Regions from separate parts of the Mus musculus genome. Here region 2 is linked to region 1. The links are chromatin contacts, called in public Hi-C maps. All regions are on one chromosome and are shown on one strand. Each heading gives the region's core, a stretch centred on a gene start, on an enhancer-like site or on the middle of the called end of the contact. The rest is flanking DNA. Distances are from core to core; before and after follow the strand shown.

Region 1 (6,097 bases), core at 1,802-4,301:
ATTGGTAGTGATGGTGGGTTTGGTTTGCTTTTTGCTTAGCTGTACACATTATTCTGGATAAGCTGGTATAGGAGACACAATCATTTCTCTGTAACCAGGGTGACCTGGAGCACTTCAAGCTGGGAGGGAATTGGTTTCTCGGACTCAGTCGCTCACACTGCAGGAGTCTGGGCACCGTCTTGGCATCCATCAACATGACTGAATTAGTTGCTGCTCCATCTGATATTAATAGTGATGGCGTCTGGCTACAGGCGACCTTCCCTGCTTTGCTAAAAGAGGTTGTGACCTCTTTGCACACAAATTCAACGCGAGCGTGAAAATCTGCATCTGACTGGAGCTTTGACCTCACTAATTAGAGACGAGGTAATGTGAACTGGGCAATCTCTTTTTAAAAACCCAGCTCGCATGAAGCTATTAACTACTCAAATATCGTGAATGAGCTTGCTCTGTATGGGCTCTGATTCTAACATCAAACTGATGTCTGCAGGGGATGTTAGTAAAGAGTGAGAAAGGGGAAGAGGATGGGCAGTACTGGACAGAAAGTGATTTGGAGACAAGGGAATTAGTGATTAGTTAGACTACAGCCCTGGCTCTGAAGAGAGGACCAGAGAATGGGGGTCGGGCCTGTGCTGGGCACTTGGGAAAGGAGATGAACAGTAGAGAAATGTTTAGTAAAGAAATTCTGAAAGATCAGAAGGGGCCCCAGCTGTGTGGAAAGGGCAGCCTTATTGGGTCTGTGACTACCTGGCTAAAACAAAGACTCACAAAGTCCTCTGAGTTGGAAGCTCCAGAAAACACTGTTGTGTGGGGGCAGGATGGATGGAATTACGGACACCAAAACCACAGCTCTCATCTTAAAGGTGTGAATAGGAATTGTTTATTCTAGAGCCCCCTGTGGGTGACTATGGCCCAGGAACACAGATTTATGTTACGCCGGATTCCTTGTTCCAAGTTTCATAAGCAGTTTTATAAAGTTTTTCTAGCTTTACAGAGATAAAGGAAGTCATAAATCAAGGTCAACTAGGTGGAAGTGGCACACACCTTTAATCCCTGAGGTCCAGAGACAGAGGCAGGTGGATCTCTGAGTTCAAGGCCAGCCTGGTTTACAGAGTGAGTTCCAGGACAGCCAAGGCTATACAAAGAAACCCTGTCTTGAAAAACAAACAAATAAGCAAGCACATTAGTGAGTCCATCAGAGAGGCAGGTACAGGAGAGACAGGAGCATCTTTCCCTAGGCCCAAAATGCTATCTGAGCTTTTGGGGTTAGTGGAAGCTAGTGGTCTGTTGAATTATAGATTCCAAAGGATTTTTATCTATTAGTCACAGGATGATAATTCTGAAACAAAGGTGGGCAAGGAATGGCTGGTTCAGAGGGCTAGAACTAGCCTTAGATAAGATAACTAGCCTTTAGACTTGCAACCTCCCCACAGCATAGCAGTTCTAATCTCTGTAGGATTTCCAACAAGACTGTTTTGTTTGTTCTTTTCTGATAATGTGTATTCAGAAAACTTGGAAAACATAAACAAGCTTAAAGGAATCAATAAAACAGCAAAAACAGAAGGCAAAAATCATTGCCCTTTGGGGCATATAAGCCTCTGGTCTTTTATCTTCCTGTATTTGTGCATGTGCAAATCTCTTATAAAAATGTAAACTCCATTTCACACACGCACTGTCAGATAGCCTTGGCATGGTACATCTTGAGACCTGCTGGTAAACCATTTGTGAGCAATTGTTTTCTGTTCTTGTGGTTCCTGGGTGCTGCCTTTCCCACCCCACCTGCTTGGTGGGAGGCCAATCTCACCAAGGCTGATGGATGTAGGCACACCCAGGAGCCCCTTGTTCACTGACAGGATGAATGGCTCAGTTTAAAAATAATAACAAGGTTCTGCTCTGTACCTTACTTTGCATCTATCTTCTTTCTAAGAATAAGAGGCTTTTAAGTAAGGATGTGAGATAAAATAAAACAGATCGATTAGTGTGATCCACAGCCTAACACTCAGAGCATCCTGTTCGTGACACTAAGCCTTGTAATCATAGCCTGGGGTAAGAAGGCCAACTCCACAGGTGAAGAAAAAAAGCTGAGACACTTGGAAGGCATTCCTGTCTTAGAGCCTAGCCTCCCATCTCTTATGTTTCATATCCCACCCCTTGAGATGGGAATTTAACAATACAGTTCAGGTTGGCCTTGAACTCACAATCCTTCCGTTGAGCTGTAAAATTATAACTACATATCACCACTGCTAGCATGTTTTGTTTCGTTTTGTTTTGTTGTCAGGCACTCACATAGGTTAGCTTTGAACCTGATCCTCCTACCTTCACCTCCCGAGAGTGTTAGAATTACAGACAAGCCACCACCACACCAAGCTTGTTTCATATTTTGGATGTGGGTCAGAAGTGTGAGCCTCAATATCTCTCAGCAGGCCCTCTCTCTTTCTTCCCTACTACCACTGCCTGAGCTCGACCCTCTTTCCACATGTGAATTTCTGCAAAAGCCAGACATCTTGTCTTCCTACCCCTAAAGTTGATCCCATCAACCTGCCCCCTCTCAGTTGCAGTTAAAGGAACTTCCTGGTACGTATAGTTATGGCTATTTTTATTTTCTGTCTCCATGTAACAATCCACCACAAATCACCTTGACCTAAAACATCCATTAAGTTATTGTACTTGCAGGTGCCACAGGTCAGGAATTCTAAGCAGGTACCACAGGGAGTGGCTCTTCTCTGTCCTTGCTAACTAGGCTTCATGTGACTTCAGCTCTGGTGGAGGCAGAAAAGCCTGGGTTGGATGATGCCTCTCCATTTGCTTGAATTGCTCCCTGGTCTGCAGAGCTGAAGAACTGAATCTTCTGGGATGGCTTCAGAGTAGTCATGCCTGTTCTGTGGTAGTTAGTTCCATGTCTCCGGTGCAGTGGACCCCAGGGAGTAAAAGCCTCATGACCTTTGGTGACCCTGCCCCAGAAGTCACAAGCTATATTCCATTGGTCATAGTAGTCATACCAGGCCCTAGTTCCAGGAAAAGGGAGTATAAACTCCACTCTTGGTGGGGGGGGAAATGTCAAAAATAGTGTTCTGTGACTCAGAACGGCCTATTATCTGTCTACTTAGTAGTTAGGATCTCCTACCTATCTGGGTAACCATAAAAGGCAGTTTAAAGGGTGCACCGCACCAACTATTTAAGTTTGCTCACTCTTTGTTCACCACACTTCCTAAAGAAGAAAGGAACCACAGAAAAGCAAAATAAGACAAAACAAAACAAAACAAAACAAAACAGAAATGATGGGATTCGAGGTGATTTTCATTTTCTAATGAAAATTCCCATCTTCTGTTTTCTAAGCTCAGCAAAACCAAGTGTACCACACTAGGTCGCAGGTGGACGCACTGGGAAGCACTAGCTGGATGCAGAGTGGGCTGAGAGGGCTCAGCAGAACAAGCCCACCACCTCCCTCAGTACAGGGGAGAGAAGCCAGAAACCTCGGTAGGAAGGGTTAGGAAGTCAGTGCTGGAGCTGGAATACCATTCCCAATGCCCAGGTCAGGTGACTCACTCTGTGACTCCACACGCACATACATGCATACATATTTGTAATTTCTAATAATAATAATAATAATAATAATCCTACCCCTCTTAAAGTCAAAGACAAGTCTTCTTTATACAGAGTAGCTCTGGATTCTATCTATAACCACCTACCTGTCACGGGAAATACTTTTCATTTTAAACCAAATAGGGAGACCTAACGTGATCATTTGAGACCTTGACCTCTGTCTGTCTCCTGGAGTTTGGGGGCATATGGGAATAGTGACTGATTGAGAGAAGTTCAAAGGCTCAGGACTAGAACAAAGGAAAGAGAGTATTCAGGCACAAGCAGCTTTATGTTCATGAAGGAAGGGGCTGACTCTCAGGCCATGTTAAAAGGGACCTGACCGAAGAGAACAACTTTCAAGGAAAAGCAATCTGACAGAAGATCCTATAAGGTACCCTACCACACCAACTGACCGTATCAGTAGTCACATGACTCCACCATTTCTCCCAATCCTTCCTCTTGCCCAAGGGACTTGAGTAGGGAAAGAGCAGCTGGTGGGTAGAAGAGAAAGAGGGAAAGAGCTGTTTGCATCCCTTCCCCACTTCAGGTTTCCAAGACTGAAGCAAGGAGGGACGAGAGACACTTTTAAATGAATGACGCTCTGAAAGGGCTATGTTCGACTTGACATGGCATTTGCTGGATTTAAATGAGAACATTCTTAGGACTGAAGCAAACCAGAGATGCTAAGGAGTTTTCTCTAGAAGGACAACAACAACAAAAGTAAAAAGTTAAAAATGTGTTCACTATATTCAACATGTACAATCACACACACACACACACACCACATATATATATATATATATATATATATATATATATATATATATATATATCCTTTCTGATGTAAAAACAAATCTTTTTGAGGCATGATGGCTAGCCAGGAACTCACAGTGACCCATCTGTTTTGTGCCTCCCCTCCTCCCAGCAAGTGCTGGAATTACAGGTCCGTGACAGGACATACAGCTTGATTTCCTTTTTCTTTTTAAAAAATATTTATTTTTATTTTTATTTATATGAGTACACTGCAGCTGTCTTCAGATACATATGAAGACTGCATCTGATTCCATTGCAGATGGTTGTGAGTCTCCAAGTGGTTGCTGGGAATTGAACTCAGGATCTCTGGAAGAGTAGTCAGTGCTCTTAACCACTGAGGCATCTCTCCAGTCCCCAGCCTGATTTTCTAACTTTTATTTTGATTATACATTATTTGTGATTGATTAAAATGCATGGTAAAGCTGGGCGGGATAGCTTACATCTGTAATCCCAGGGCTTAGGAGGCTAAGTGAGGTCAGAAGCTTCCTTTGAGCCTGGGTGATACAGTGACTTCCAGGCCAATCTAGGCTATAGAATGGGACTCCATCTCAAGAAACAAAAATCAAAACAAAATAAACAACACAAAAAAACCCAAAACAATCGGGGTTTGATGAGCACTCAATATGAGCACTCCAGAGGTAGAAGCAGAAAGACCCTGTCTTAACAAACCAAACAAACAAAATGCACATTAAATTGAACTTCTGTGCTTAAAGACTTTGATGTCTTGTCTTTGTAAGAAATTTTAAAAGCAGCCAGGCATGGTGGCTCACGCCTTTAATCCCAGCACTTGGGAGGCAGAGGCAGGCAGATTTCTGAGTTCGAGGCCAGCCTGGTCTACAGAGTGAGTTCCAGGACAGCCAGGGCTACACAGAGAAACCCTGTCTTGAAAAAAACAAAACAAAACAAAAAAAGAAAGAAAGAAATTTTAGACAGTCTTACCGTAATGTAGCCCAGTGTGGCCTCTGGAACTTGTAATCCTCCTGCCTCAACCTCTCCATTTCTCATGGTGATCCTTGCCTATCCTGTAGCCTCCTTTCCAAGGCTTGCCTAGCCACACGCATTCTGTAGTCCAGTGACACTGATAGGGATATTCTAAATGTGCCATGGTCTCTGCTCCTAACTCAGGCTCTTCCTTAGACTTAGAATACCTAACTAGCCTGCACCCCTCAAGCAAGGATAGGCTCCAAGCCAGCCTTCAGCTCAGGTTACACCTTGGCAGACCAATTCTCAGTGCAAAGGATCCTGTAGATGAGTGTAGACTTTCCAGATGGAATCTCTGATATTGCCAAACTGAGAATCTAAGAACTTGGAAGTGCATAACATCATGGACACTCTGTTTCCTTAAACATCCCATCATGCAAGGAGTGGGCAGTATGCTGTCCATGTTCAGTAATCAGGGAGGGTCAAGAAAGGCCAGGAAGCATTGCCTTTGAGCATCAGGTCTTTGTGCCTTTATAATGCAAGGTAGAAAGTGTCAGGGAAAGTTTTGGAAACAAGATGAGCCCTGAGTATTGTATTCTTTACCAGACTACAGGCCTACCCAAACAGGGACTGCTCCGACCTGCCGTAGATCTTGAAATCCAAAAGTCCCTGTCCTTCCTGCAGATTGGCGCTCTGTTTTAGGCTTCTCTTTGTTAAAGTGCTCTTTACATTATGGTCTTTCTCCTGAATCTGCTGCCCATGGAAACAATTTGGTCACACTTGG
Region 2 (6,097 bases), core at 1,593-4,092, 72 kb after region 1:
GTGTGTGTGTGTGTGTGTGTGTGTGAATATGTGACAGTACCAGCATTTGTATAGTTTACAGATTCTCATTTCAGAGTCATGTTTAATGCACTTAGATAACTTACTGTTTTCTTGATTTATTTGATGGCTACTGAAGAGAGGGTTTAATTTTTATTAATGGCCTACAAATATTCTTGGTTATTTAATATTTGAAGAGATTTTGTTTGTTTGTTTATCAATACTCTTCTATTTCTACCCACAATTCCATAGTGACTTCCATAAACTACCCCAGGAAACATCCAATTCTTTCACTCTTGGGGAATTTAGCTTTCCTTTTCCACAGCTTTATTCCTGTTTTATCCATGTTTAACCATGTTTTGAAGACATGGTTTCTCTGTGTTGCCTTGACTGTCCTGAAACTTGCTCTGTAAAACCAGGCTGGCCTCAAACTCAGAGATCTGCCTGCCTCTATCTCCCAAATGCTGGGATTAAACACATGAAGTACCTTATCCAACTTGTAAATTAAAAATCTTACAGTTAGGGCTGGAGGGATGACAAGATTTGATGCCCTTGTCTGGTGTTTCTGAAGACAACTACAGTGTACTTAGATATAATAATAAATAAAATCTTTTTAAAAAAGAAAGAAAGAAAGAAAGAAAATTACTTCATTCAAACCCATTTCAAATGTTATTTCCTATTTTAAGAATAATATAAATGAAAGTATTATATCTGATTGTGTTTGCCTGACCACATTTCCTTGACAATAAAAACTATTTTGGGTTTTTGGTTGCTGACATCTTATCATTCTTCCAAGAAGAAATCCCACAGAAGTAACTGAAGCCATGAATACCTCCAAGGTGATGCCCAGCCGTAGCCATCAATATTAACAAAGAGAGCTTGACTCTTCTTTATGTGTATGTAGATGGGCCTTTTGCCTACTCGTATGTCTGTGCACCATGGGCACACCTGGTGCCTTTGGAGGCCAGAATAGGGCATCAGACCCCCAGGGACTGGAGTTAAAAACAGGTGTGAGCTGCCAAGTGAGTGCTTGGAATTGAACCTGAGTTTTGAAAGAGCATCCAGTGTTCTTAAGCACTGAGCCATCTCTCCAGCCCAAGAAAGGATATCTTAGCAAGTGCAAACTTAAAAAAAAAAATTTTTTTAAAGCCAGGCAGTGGTAGCACCTTTAATCCCAGCACTTGGGAGGCAGAGGCAGGTGAATTTCTTTGTTTGAGGCCAGCCTGGTCTACAAAGTGAGTTCCAGGACAGCCAGGGCTACACAAAGAAACCCTATCTCAAAATCAAACAAACAAACAAACAAACAAAAATTTAACCACACAAAATTTTCAAATTTTAGTATACCCTAATGTCTGTCTGTCTTATATAACTTCTAATAAGCATGTTAAACATTTTATTTTTGTGTACTTTAGAATATCCGTTTTAATTTAACATTCTCTAAAATGGGAGAGGAAAGTGACACGGAAGTGTTTGGAAATGGCAGAACTGCTAACTCACTCAGGGGCAGAGGCAGGCGGCTCCCTGAGTCTGAGGCCATCCTTGTCTGCATTGCAACTTCCAGGGCTACATAGATCCTGTCTCAAAAACAAACAAACAAACAAACAAACAAACAAACAATACAACATTAACAACAACAAAAAGAATGTCTAAAGCAAAAACAAGCAAAAGGGGCTAATAATGTAGATTCAGAGGTGAGTTTATCTCAGTCCACACTGATTGACCAATCTCTCCTTGTTACTGTATCACTCAGGCTAACAAGTGGATTTCTGAGAACATTGTTTTTTAGCTAACCACAACCTATGTTCTTTATACACAGGTCTTAGGTTTTTATGCATAAAAAGTAACAAAATTAGGATGGAGATGCTGTTTAAAATAATGATAGAATTACATAAATAATTAGTCTGTTCACTGTGCAGCGTAAAGGTCAGAGTTTTAGGGAGACAATCCAATTGGCACGTCCCAGTGACAGAACACAAATATAGCTCTATGCTGCCATCTTCTGGTCAGTATGTGTATTACACTTGCACTTGCCTGTTCCCATCAAGATAATGCATATCTAAAATACTTTACTATTTTTGCTTTACTTTCTTTTTGAAACATGACTTCATTATGTAGCCCAGGATGACCAAGAACTTAAAATCCTCCTGCCTCAGCCTCCAAAGTTATAGGATTATAAACATGTGCCACTACATCCAGCAGGATCTGGAATCACCAGCAACCTGGAGAAGCAACAAATTCAGAGGACTGTTTTTCTATAAATATGTTATATTTTATGACAGTATATATTTATTTTCTTATATCTTTGTTCTTTAAACCACTAACTTAAAACTTGAAAAGATTATGGAAACAGATAAGAAGATTTTCAGTATTTTAGTTTTGAGTTCAATGATTTTCTTGAAAGAGCTTTACTTTGCTTTTTTTTTTTTAAATTGTTTTATCTTTTAGGTCTTTTGAGACAGGGTTTCTCTAACTCAGAGATCTGCCTGCCTCTATCTCTCAAGTGCTGGGATTAAAGTCATATGCCTCGAAGGTGGGAGTGGGTGGGTGGGGGAGCACCCTCATAGAGGCAGGGGGAGGAGGGATGGGTAGGGGGTTTCCAGAGGGGAGACCTGGAAAGCGGAAAACATCCGAAATGTAAATAAGAAAAACATCCAATAAAAGGAAAAAAAAAAAGTCTTGTGCCTCCACTGCTAGGCTGCTCGTGTATCTTGAGACAGGATCTCTATACATTGTCGAGGCTGGTTTCAAAATCCCCATCCTCCTGCCTCAGTTTCCCATACACAGGCGAAGAGCTTTCCTCCTAAGGTAAACAGTTTGATGTCCTCTTCTTCCAATAAAACCAGCTCCTGCCCCATTTCATGAATTCTGAGCACAGTGTGTCAGCTCATGCAAAAGGCTCAGACTACTTAGAAAATCTTCATGGGTCGACACGGCCACTCACTTAAATGTAAGGCCAAAGACCTTTTGACATTTGAAGGGCAGCGTCTGGAAAGTAATGGGCTCAGCGGGGGAGGCTGGCCAGCTTCTCAAAGTGCACCACACGCTTCACAGTCTAAATCTGCCATCTCGTCTGAGGGTTTCCTTTTAGATCTATTCATCTTCTGTGTAGGAGCGTCTTTCCTATGTGTGTTTCCAGATGAAAGGCGTAGCCCAGATTAAAGGTGTGTTCCTTAAACTCGGAGATTCAATCTTCTGGAATCCATAGCCACTATGGCTCAAGATCTTCAAACCAAGATCCAGATAAGGATCTCCAAGCCTCCAGATAAGGGTCACTGGTGAGCCTTCCAATTCCGGATTGTAGTTCATTCCAAATATTGTCAAGTTGACAACCAGGAATAGCCACTACAATCCACCCCTTGTCAACTTGACACAAATAATATCTCATGTTCACATGAAACAATAACAAGGTTGTAAATACGCCTAACATGATATAACTATCCCTCGTACAATCGCAAACGCATTAGTAAATTTACAATGGGCATTCATATTACTTTATAATCCTCGTTTCTGCAACTGGTTACGTGGCCTTAATTGGTGTTTATAACTACCTTCCTCTACTACCCATTCTGTATTTCCTTCACCTTCAGCCAGCACCTCAGCAGGTCTTGGCTCTTTTCCTGGAGGATTGACCCATACCTTCATTCCTGATGGGTCTGTGTCCTTTGTCATCCTGCTTGGATTAGGCTGTTGTAGTTTCCCATTGACTTTAATCACAGGACATGGTAGTACTAAGAGCCGCCCTAAGGGATCTCCTATACTCCAGACATAATCTTGCTTACCACCATTGTGAAGAGGTAATCCAATTTCCCCATGGTAATCTGGATCTATCACCCCTCCTAACACTGTTATTCCTTTTTTAGCCTGTTGGTTTAAGGGCATTAGAAGCCCAAAATGACCAGGGGGAAGTCTGAGCTTCCAGTTCAATGGAATGTTTGTTGTAGCTCCTGGTAGGAGCACTCCCCTCTCTGGAGCCAAAACTTCTAAGCCAGCAGAACCTAGAGTTATGGGGACAGGAAGCAAAAATTTTCCTAGAGGGTTACTAGGAGTGATAGTAAGTGGAACTATTCCCTTTTCCACCCCTTGATTCCTGGACCCATGAATCCTGGCTGTGGGTGAAACTGTACCATATATCGAGCGCTGATTCAAAGCATATACTGCCTTCTGAAGAACTCTACCCCAGCCTTCCAAGCTGTTACCACCTAATTGGCGCTGTAACTGCGTCTTCAAAAGGCCATTCCATCTTTCTATCAGACCAGCTGCTTCAGGATGGTGGGGAACGTGGTAAGACCAGTGTATTCCATGATCGTGGGCCCACTGTCGTACTTCTCTGGCTGTGAAATGAGTTCCTTGGTCAGAAGCAATACTGTGTGGAATACCATGACGATAAGGCATTCTGTCAGTCCATGAATGGTGGTTTTAGCAGAGGCATTACGTGCAGGAAAGGCAAATCCATAACCAGAATAAGTATCTACTCCAGTAAGAACAAAATGCTGTCCTTTCCACGAAGGAAGTGGTCCAATGTAGTCAACCTGCCACCAGGTTGCTGGCTGGTCACCTCGAGGAATGGTGCCATATCTGGGACTCAGTGTTGGTTTCTGCTGTTGGCAGATCTGGCAATCAGCAGCAGCTGTAGCCAGGTCAGCCTTGGTGAGTGGAAGCCCGTGTTGCTGAGCCCAAGCATAACCTCCATCTCGACCACCATGACCACTTTGTTCATGTGCCCATTGAGCAATGACAGGGATGGCTGGGGAGAGAGGCTGACTGTCCACAGAACGGGTCATCTTATCCACTTGATTATTGAACTCCTCCTCGGCTGAAGTCACCTTTTGGTGAGCATTTACATGGGACACAAATATCTTCACATCCTTTGCCCATTTGGAGAGATCTATCCACATACTTCTTCCCCAGATGTCTTTCTCACCAATTTTCCAATTGTGATCTTTCCAAGTCCCTGACCATCCAGCCAATCCATTGGCTACAGCCCATGAGTCAGTGAATAATCGTACATCTGGCCATTTCTTCTTGCAAACAAACTGTAATACCATGTGTACTGCCCGAAGTTCTGCCCACTGTGAAGATTTCCCTTCACCTGTGTCTTTCAAGGTTGTCCCAGAAAGGGGTTGTAATGCTGCAGCTGTCCACTTCTGGGTGGTGCCTGCATAACGTGCAGAGCCATCAGTAAACCAGGCTTTAGTCTTCTCCTCTTCGGTCAGTCGATCATAGGGAACACCCCATGAGGCTATAGGCACATGTTTGGCAGCAGATGGCATTGTAACAGGAGTAGAAACCATAGGCATTTGAGCAACTTCTTCATGTAACTTGCTTGTGCCTTCAGGACCTGCTCTGGCCCGATCACGTATATATCACTTCCATTTGATAATAGACTGCTGCTGTGCGCGTCCCACTTTATGACTTGCAGGGTCTGATAGTACCCAGCTCATGATGGGTAATTCAGGTCGCATAGTAACTTGATGCCCTATTTCAAACGTTCAGTTTCCACTAAGGCCCAATAGCAGGCCAAAAGCTGTTTTTCAAAGGGAGAATAGTTGTCTGCAGATGATGGTAGAGCTTTGCTCCAAAATCCCAAAGGTCTTTTCTGTGATTCACCTACAGGGGCCTGCCAGAGGCTCCAAACAGCATCTCTATCAGCCACAGACACCTCAAGTACCATCGGGTCTGCTGGGTCATATGGTCCAAGTGGTAGAGCAGCCTGCACAGCAGCCTGGACCTGTTGAAGGGCCTTCTCCTGTTCCAGGCCCCACACAAAGCTAGCAGCTTTCCGAGTCACTTGGTAAATAGGCCTAAGTAAAACACCCAAGTGAGGGATGTGTTGTCTCCAGAATCCAAATAGACCCACTAAACGTTGTGCTTCTTTCTTGGTTGTGGGAGGGGCCAGGTGCAATAACTTATCTTTCACCTTAGAAGGAATATCTCTGCATGCCCCACACCACTGGACTCTTAAGAATTTCACTGAGGTAGATGGTCCTTGAATTTTGGTTGGATTTATTTCCCATCCTCTGATACGCATATGTGTTACCAATGAGTCCAAAGTGATTGCTACTTCCTGCTTACTTGGTCCAATCAGCATAATGTCATCAAT

Evidence for each region. A called contact is a pair of places that touch in the nucleus more often than the background predicts.
Region 2: a contact with region 1 is called in a Hi-C map of 8-cell embryo, with 1.8 times the contacts expected there. The contact joins two enhancer-like sites. A contact is called at or near these places in 1 of 15 datasets of contacts at CTCF or cohesin (pro-B cells), 22 of 484 Hi-C or Micro-C datasets (8-cell embryo, the AML12 cell line, the Ba/F3 cell line and 14 more), 4 of 115 datasets of contacts at active chromatin or transcription factors (the 230-238 cell line, T-cell acute lymphoblastic leukemia, bone marrow-derived macrophages and 1 more) and 1 of 9 other capture datasets (embryonic stem cells).

What each region holds. Positions count from the first base shown.
Region 1 is chr1:155,463,415-155,469,511 of GRCm38.p6, forward strand. No RefSeq gene overlaps it. Among named protein-coding and RNA genes, the nearest start is that of Gm31772, 17 kb to the left of the region's middle. Within about 2 kb of position 3,052, at least 9 of the 459 cell types and tissues checked have an H3K27ac peak or open chromatin away from gene starts, as enhancers often do. A contact at or near this core is called in 8-cell embryo, where this site is marked.
Region 2 is chr1:155,535,464-155,541,560 of GRCm38.p6, forward strand. No RefSeq gene overlaps it. Among named protein-coding and RNA genes, the nearest start is that of Gm5532, 11 kb to the left of the region's middle. Within about 2 kb of position 2,843, at least 2 of the 459 cell types and tissues checked have an H3K27ac peak or open chromatin away from gene starts, as enhancers often do. A contact at or near this core is called in 8-cell embryo, where this site is marked.